Regions from separate parts of the Gossypium arboreum genome. Here region 1 is linked to region 2. Evidence: chromatin contacts called from public Hi-C data. All regions are on one chromosome and are shown on one strand. Each heading gives the region's core, a stretch centred on a gene start, on an enhancer-like site or on the middle of the called end of the contact. The rest is flanking DNA. Distances are from core to core; before and after follow the strand shown. Region 1 holds the start of LOC108476854 (AP2-like ethylene-responsive transcription factor ANT). Region 2 holds the start of LOC108476732 (pentatricopeptide repeat-containing protein At3g49740).

Region 1 (4,172 bases), core at 985-3,484, 310 kb after region 2:
TGTGGAGAATCATCATCATTCCATTAGAATAAAAAATCCCGATCATAAAAATAATTAAAAAAAAGTCAGCTCAAGAAATAAAAAAGAAAAAACTAAAAATAGTGAGTATACTTATTGCAGGAAGCTAACCTTGTCTTCCTTTCCTGCTCTGTCCTTCCTTCTTGCAACTGTTGTCCCATAGATGGGCTTCATATCTACCCGTCCATCTATGTCTGAGTGGTAACACAACAAAACCAAGAACAGATAAAAATAAGCTTTTTTTTTTTTCAGTTAAAAACTTCCATTTCTAAAAAAAGAACAGCTTTTTTAGTTAAAATGTAAAAATTGATTAAAAACAAATTAGTTTTGGGGGAAAGCATATACGACAGACAGGATTAAAAGATAAAAGAAAAACACTTACCTTGTGACACCTCTATATTGAGAGGTTCTTTGACCAAAGGTATCAATGGATTTCCTATGGGCAATTTGCTTCTGATCTACCTTCTCAGGCCCTCTTTTCTTGGTTTCCAGGGCTGCAGCATAGTCAGTTCCGGAAGGTGAGATTTGCTGTGAACCAGTCACACAGCTTGATTGTGAACCAGGGCTCATTGACAAACTCAAAGACTGCAAATCTCCATATGCTATTGCACCAATAGAGCCGGATTCTGCTCCATTATCACCCATGCAACCAATCATCTTCTGATGCATTGCGTGTTCAGTGGAGTAGTTTCTTGAAACCCACTGCTTACCATCATCTGCCATCGTTGGGGCCTGAAGATTGCAATCTGTAACATGGGTTTCTTTAGCTTCCTCTCCTAGTATAATTTCTTGGTTCCTATATCCAGAGTAGTATTGGTACTGTTGAACCTGAAGTTGCTGTTGGTGGTGCGTCTGCCTTGAGGATTGTTGCAGGTGGTCTAAGCAATTCTGGTTGTTGTGTTCTTGATTTGGATTTTGATTGTAATACATACTGTCTAAACTTAGAGCCATAGTTTCTCTGTCACTGCTTTCATAGTGATGGGTCCCCATGGTTGCACCCCCAAAGAAATCCTCCAGTTTTGGAGTTGAAGTAGGAACCATTGCTTCACACCAAAAGCCAAAGAAAAAAAAAAACTAGAAGTTTAAGAAAAATACTAGTATATTCCCCAAAAGCACAAAAGAAAAAAGAATATTGAACCAAAATACCTTGTGGTTGTTGTGACCTGCCAAGAGCTTCCATTAGACAAAGAGACCCATCTGACTTAAGTGGCATGACAGGAAAGTGAGAATAGAAGCCACCATTTTCTCCTTCAACTCCATAATAAAGTCCATAATTAAGATGAGAAGGAGATTGGAAAAAGCTTGATGGAACTGCTGTAGTAACACCGGCAGCTGAAGCTGAAGCAGACTGCGTATAGTTGTGAGCTTCTTGATTGCTAACCTCCATTTTCATGTTTGGAGAGAGAGAAAAACCTAACCAGTTTGCATTGTTATTGTTATCATCATTGCTTATGGCCTTCATTTTCTTACTATGCGGCTGCTTTGGAACCCAGTAATGATTCTAAGCAAGTTGGGAACTTCCTCTCACTGCAGGGACAACTCAATCATTGGGAAACAAATAACTTAATCATAAAAAAAAAACGACCATTTCCTTGCTTCACTCTATTTTTTTTAAAGGAAATGAAAAAAAAAAACTAAGGATTTTTGTTTTGTAGCTGCAGAAGTAATTTGACCAAATCTAACAACTCAACTAAAACAAATCCAGAACTCCTGTGGCTGAATCTATTCTATATACATGAGACCCTCTCTCTCTCTCTCTCTCTCTCTCTCTCTCTCTCTCTCTCACTGGAAACATTTCTAAAGAGAGACAAAGCAAGATGCTTTCTTTTAAACTAAACAAAAAAGAAAGAAACGAGTTCCAGCAAGCTAATGCTGTGCATCGTTCCTGCATTCCATAGGGATCTGTATATGAGAAAGACCTCTTCTTTCTTTTGCTTTACCCTACGCTCTTTGTTGCATTTCCCCCTTTTTTATTCATTCCTCTCTTTTCCTTTTAAAGACCCCAAACCACATTAAAACTTAAAAAAAAAAAAAAGAAAATTAAATAAGAACTATATTCCTGAATGAAACATGGTGCCACCCAAAGACAAGATGCTAGTGGCTGTAGTTCTACTTATGACCCTGTTGGATACTCCCCCAAATTATCCATCAGTTATAAACAAACTCCACTTTTCGTTCTTGTCTTTTTAAACACTTGCCAGGATTGGGACGTAAGCCCTTAACAGTAATGCTGTTTTTCAAGTATCCAAAACAAAAGCTAACTAAATACGTATCTATATCTGTAGTATATTTTCCGCTTTTAATCAGATGCTTGTATTAAAATAATTTAGTAATAATCATTTTTGCTTTTTCTGTAAAAGATCTCACTAAATCAAAACTTACAAAGCTTTCCACTTGTGGAAAAAAACACTACTAACATTTTTCCTGGTGTGCCAAAATTTAACACTAGTGCGTCATTTGTTATTAGTGTAATAATATTGAGGAAAAGTTTGTTTAATATATATATTATAGTTAGACTTAAAATAAAAATTAATCAATTCAAATTTAAGTCTATAATTAGAAAAAAAGTACAAAGTCTTGTAAAAATAAGATCTCTTTATAATAAGTGAAAATTTTTTCTCTTTCCTAAAAATAAATAATAAGAGTGGTTAATATTACTAATTGAATTAACTTATTGCTTAACTCATATATCAAAACATGTATACAAAATAATTCTCTATTAGTCGTTTGATTAACATGTGGAAGTAGGTGGAGGTTTGTAAGGAGAAGCACTTGGGTAGAGATGAGGAAGAAGGATTTCTGGTAAGAAAGTTTGAAGTTGAAGGATAAGTAGTATGTACGTGAGAGTGTATAAGTTGTTTGCGTGGTCCTTCTATAGTGGGAGAAGACAAGCTTAGTTACGTGTCTTGAGGCTACTGACACGAAAGTTTAATTTGATACTTCTAGTAATGACGACAATGCTACGTCTTAGGATAAAACGTCTTATGACAACTGACAATCAATAACCTTGAACTTCACATGGGCCTCACATGGTCTTAGGGGAGACACTTAGTCTCAAGGTTCGCAAGTTATTTCAAGGTTTGTTGGTTCATACGTCAACTATGCATAGTTCACTGGAATGTTCTTTTGATTAGGAAACATGTGTTAGGTCTCGTTTGGGTACGTTATAAGGTCCATGAGGTTATTTATTTAAGGTACAACAATTCCCCCAAGGCGAGAGAAGGTTATACACTAACCTGTGCAAGCTTGTTGGGGAAGTTCATGGTGTAGTTGTAGATGGCAAAGGTTTAGATAGGTGATTGAAGTTCACGTCAAAGTACTATGTATTTAATTTTATACATGTTTTTGTTTTTGTTTTTATAAGTGGTTACTTTTTTAAATTTAAAATTTTGAATTTTGAATCATTGAATTTTTTTTTAATTTTATTTCATTTATGGCGGGTTAAAAAATTCATGTATATATATTTATGTGTTTAATGATAAGGCTACTAAAGCGTGTGGCATATTACGACACATTTATTGGGTTTTTAATGAAACCATCGCTGTCATTATTGTTTAGGTATACGTGTAAAGTTATGATTCATGCAACTTTTTGCGCCGGTGAGTGCGTGATAATTTAGTAAGTTTTGAAGTAGTTGAAGGTTTCTTTTTAACTTAAAAGGATAATTGTGTCTATTTTTTGTCATCATTTTTTGTCTAATTTTCTCGTCTTTCTAAGGATACTTGTAAAATTACCCGACTCACGATCTAGAATTGGTTGCGATTGTCTTCACTTTGACGACTTGGCGACATTACTTGTACAGTGAGAGATGTCACATTTATACTGATCATAAAAACCCAAAATATTTGATGACACAAAAATAATTGAACTTGAGGCAACGACAATGGCTCAAATTGTTGAAAGATTATAATCTAGTTGTTGATTATCATCTAGGGAAAGCTAATATGGTTGTAGATGCGTTAAGTCAAAAATCATTGTTTGTCTTGAGAACATTAAATGCTCACTTGACTTTGAATGCTAATGGTTTTGTTTTAGCATAATTAAAAGCTAAATCGTTGTTCCTTCAACTAATTCAAGAGTTGCAAAATGATGACCCAAAATTGTTAGCTAAAAGAGAACAAATTCTGAGTGACCAATCTACGAAATTCAAGGTT
Region 2 (4,231 bases), core at 1,134-3,633:
ACTGAACAAGGTCCACCAGATATTAGAACAGGGTTCAATATGCTTGCTGTCTATTACTCTTGCAGCTTCATCAAGATACCCAGCCCGACCAAGAAGGTCAACCATACATGAAAGATGATCTTCTCCAGGATCAAAGCCATACTCATTCACCATGGAATTTAATATCCAAGTGGCATCATCAACTAAACCAGCATGGCTGCAAGCAGAAAGAAGAGCAGTAAATGTTGCTTGATCAGGTTTAACCCTACCTACACCTTTCATTGTCTTGAAACAATTTACAGCTTCTTTACCTTCTCCATGCTGCGCAAAAGCAGAAATGAGGGCATTCCAAGAGATTGTGTCCTTTGCAATCATCTCGTTAAAAACTCTCAAAGACCAATTTAGAGTTCCACATTTCGCATACATTGTGATTAGAGCATTGCCTAGAGAAGTTTCTGAAGAAAAATCATGCCTGAGGATGAAAGCATGAAGTTGCTTCCCATTATTCAAGGATGAGATGCTGGCACAAATACTAATAGCAATGGAAAATGTATATGAATTTGGCCTGAGGTTTGATATCAACAGTTTGGTTAATTGCTCTAAGCCCTGAGCTGGGAACCCATTTAGAAAGAACCCCGATATAATAGTATTCCAGGAGATCAAGTTCTTGGGAGACATTTGAAATAATTGATAGGCTTGATTCATCTCCCCATGCTTAGAGTATGAAGAAACCAATGCGTTGGAAACCTGGACTCTTGAAATGAGTCCATTTTTAAACACAAGGGCATGAATCATCTTACCCATTTCAATGAATTCTGAGCATGACAATAAACTTCCGAAAGTAAACTCATCCGGTTCAATCCCTGACCTTCGCATTTCCATGTAGATAACAAACGCTGAGCTACTAGAGCTTCTTTGGGCATAAGTTGATACCAGAGTATTCCATGACACAATATCCTTCTGCTCCAATCTCTCAAAAACTAATCGAGCAGCATTTAAGTCCCCACAAGTAGAATACATAGTTATTGCCGCATTGCTCACAGAGGTAGACTGTTCAAAACCCAACTTCACAGCTTGTGCATATACTTGAACCCCAACACTTCGACATGAACACCAACTCATTAAACTGACAAAAGTCAGTTCAGAGGGACCCAAACAAGCCTCTAACATCTCCCTAAACATTAACAACGCCTGTTCAACTCTTCCTACATTCAGTAAACCATCTATCATCACATTAAAAGTAATCCCATCGTACACAGAGCACTCTACTTCTTCGAAAACCCGGCACGCATTTTCAACATCTTCACAATTAAAATACATAGTAATTGCAGCATTAACCACAGAAGCTCGAAACAAAAACCCAGTTTTAACTACCAAAGCTTGAACTTGCCTCCCAAAACCCAAATTTTCAATATAACAGGTGCTCAATACACTTGCAAAGCTATAATTATCATGCTTCAAACCCAAAAAATGCATTTGCTTAAACAAGTCAAACCCATGGCCTTGATACCCATTTTCCATACACCCGGTAACCATCACATTCCATATTGCCACTTCTTTCTTAGGCATCTTATCAAACACCTCGCAAGCATAAGAAATTCCTCCCAATTTCGAACACGAAGACAACATGGTAGTCCAAGAATAAACATCCGGGTGATCAATTTCATTAAAAACCCTTTCAACGGAAGCTAAATGATGGGTCTTGGAATAGAGGAAAAGGAGAGTGTTGGAGACATGAGAGTAGGGTTTGAAGCCGGATTTGATGGCGTAAGCGTGAAGTTTAGTTCCGAATTCGAGGCTAGGAAGATTGGCACAGGCTTTGAGGGCGGCGGAGAGAGTGTACTGGTCGGGCTTAACATTGTGGTGTAGACAGTGAATTTCGTCGAATAGACAGAGGGCATCCTGGTAGCGAGGGGAGCGAGTTAGACTTGCTAGGCGAGAGTTGAGTTGGATCAAGTGTTGTTGGTTAAGAGAAGCTTCAGTTATGGTAGTTAAGACAGGTTTGAGTTGTTGGGTAGAAAGGGCATGGGAGATTGTGGTGCAAGGAAGAGAGCGGGTGGTAGTAGGAAAGAGGTGAAGAAAAGAATGCATGGGGTAGGGGGTGGAGATGATGGAAGAAATTCAGCGATAAAGTTAAAAGGCATTAGAGCGAGAAGCTAAGCGGTTGGATTTGGGCTGCAGTCGACAAAAGAGGAGGAGCCTGAGCCTATGCCTATAGCAGTGATTAAAAACCTGAGGATACGTGGAGATTGACATAACGCAGTCAAGTTTGTCTCTGCGATCCATGGGAGGGATTCCCATAGGTTTTCAAAGACGGGTAGTGCTCTTGTGGAGATTATCTTTTAAACTAAGGGGAAGGGCTAGTTATTGCAGTTGAAAAATGTGTTTTTTTTAAAGTGTTCTCCATTCTCGTCAAAAAAATGGAAAGTAAAAAAAAAATAACTTAAAATAACTTAAATGTTATTTAAATAATTTAATATATTAACATATGAAATATAAAATTTAAATATCTTTAAATAACTAATGTGAATTATTTGTAAAATTTAATTTAAACATGTAAATCATATTAGAGAAAATTAAGATTTTTTATTAAATTACATGCTGATTGCTAAATACTAAGTTAAAATTTAAAATATAATTTAGTTGTAAAATAAATATTATATTAATTTTTTTACTGAAATGAAATAAATGAAAGTATTTTGATAATTTTATATTTAAAACTTAAAACTCTATAATCAAATGTGATTTTTCTTCAAAAAATGAATTTGAAACATAATGAATAACAAGGCTTTGAAACTTTGTACCCAATTGCAGTTGTTGTTTAAGAGAGCCTTTGAAAAGCATTAGATTAGTGCTTTTGAATAGCGCATGTGAAAAAGTGTTTATTAATTTTAAACATTTCCCATCATTGTCAAAAAATTTGTGGACGTTTGAAAATTTAAAAACAATTATTTTAAAGTAATTATTATAAATTATTTGTAAAATTAAGGTTTTTTTTATTTTTATAATATAAAAAATAATAATAATAAATCAAAATGGTATTCCATCACTATTTACGAAAATAGTATGGTAAGGGTAGTGGAGAGGTGGCATCACCCTTGATTGCAACAGTCAATCATTTGACTGTTAAATAAAAATTAAGGATGGAGTGTAGTGGATAGGCGACACCAGTATACCAAGGAGTGAGGGGCGTCTGACAGGCGACACCTAAGTGAAGGCTTCCTGACAAGTGGCACTAGTAGAGGTTTTGTCATAAGCGGCACTCTGTGGAGGGTTTGTCATAGGCGGCATCCATTCTTATTTAACCAGTGTTTTTTAACGATTATGACAAACCCTGGTTAAATAAGAATGACTTATCAGGTAAGGTTAGTAGATATTAATTTTATTTTTTTGGCAAATTTTTTTTGAAATTGCATATTGAGAAATTTAATTATTTTTACAGATTTAGTGATGGATAATAAATTTTTCGCATGCCTTTATTTCGATGGAGTAATTTCAACAACAAATGTTAGATGTAATTTGAATGTTGCCAACAAATAACAATGAGATTTAATAGAAATGTCTCGGTTAATGGTATAAAGAAAAGAATCAGTTTGTTAGACGTTGTGTGCCAAAAATACTCGAGAAATCGTATGTCCCAAAGTTTTGCTCGGGAGGGGTTGAGTACTAGTGTGGTAATAGGCTGAAGGTATCAAACATCATCAATGATCTCGAATCCGACTAATGTGAACTGGAACTGGGAATTTTCAACTGATATGCATAGCCTAACGAGTCCGAAAAATAATCATCGACCCCCAAGTCTAGATGATAAGAACTACCCCCAGAATGTAAATAAGACCGCTCAAGTTCAGGTGTTGGCTTTTGGTTCGTGCTCTTGTTTGAGTGTAGGAGGCGAATATGGTAGGCGATGCGAAAGGCGCCCTAGTCGTTGCATGTGTGGAGGAGCTAGTATCATTTGCCCACCAAATAAAAAAGGTTTCCCAAATGCCATGTACCAGCATTGGTACTCCTCTAAGGGTCGCAAATCAGATACATAATCCATCCGAGGTCTCCACCCCATCCGATCATTCCACAATACAATATATTCCTTGTGCTCTAGTGCCCAATTATTATTTTGTTTCCTCCTTTTTGTTAATTAAGTGTACAACCTTTAAACTCTGTGGAACATCAGGAAACGTTGGATACACTCAAACTGTCACAGTACTCGGTCTCCATTATAACATTCGACTGTTGAGAAATTTAGCATAGATGC

What was found. Hi-C and Micro-C count contacts between places; a contact is called where the count stands out from the background.
Region 1: a Hi-C map of leaf shows a contact between it and region 2, with 2.7 times the contacts expected there. The contact joins the promoter of LOC108476854 here to the promoter of LOC108476732 in region 2. A contact is called at or near these places in 3 of 5 Hi-C or Micro-C datasets (all in leaf).

The regions. Positions count from the first base shown.
Region 1 is chr12:45,645,959-45,650,130 of ASM2569848v2, forward strand. It overlaps LOC108476854 (AP2-like ethylene-responsive transcription factor ANT), which reads right to left and starts at 2,235. Exons shown (of 9, transcript XM_017779216.2): 1 at 1,165-2,235; 2 at 401-1,061; 3 at 130-212. The coding sequence starts at 1,480.
Region 2 is chr12:45,333,721-45,337,951 of ASM2569848v2, forward strand. It overlaps LOC108476732 (pentatricopeptide repeat-containing protein At3g49740), which reads right to left and starts at 2,384. Exons shown (of 3, transcript XM_017779021.2): 1 at 1-2,384. The coding sequence starts at 2,070.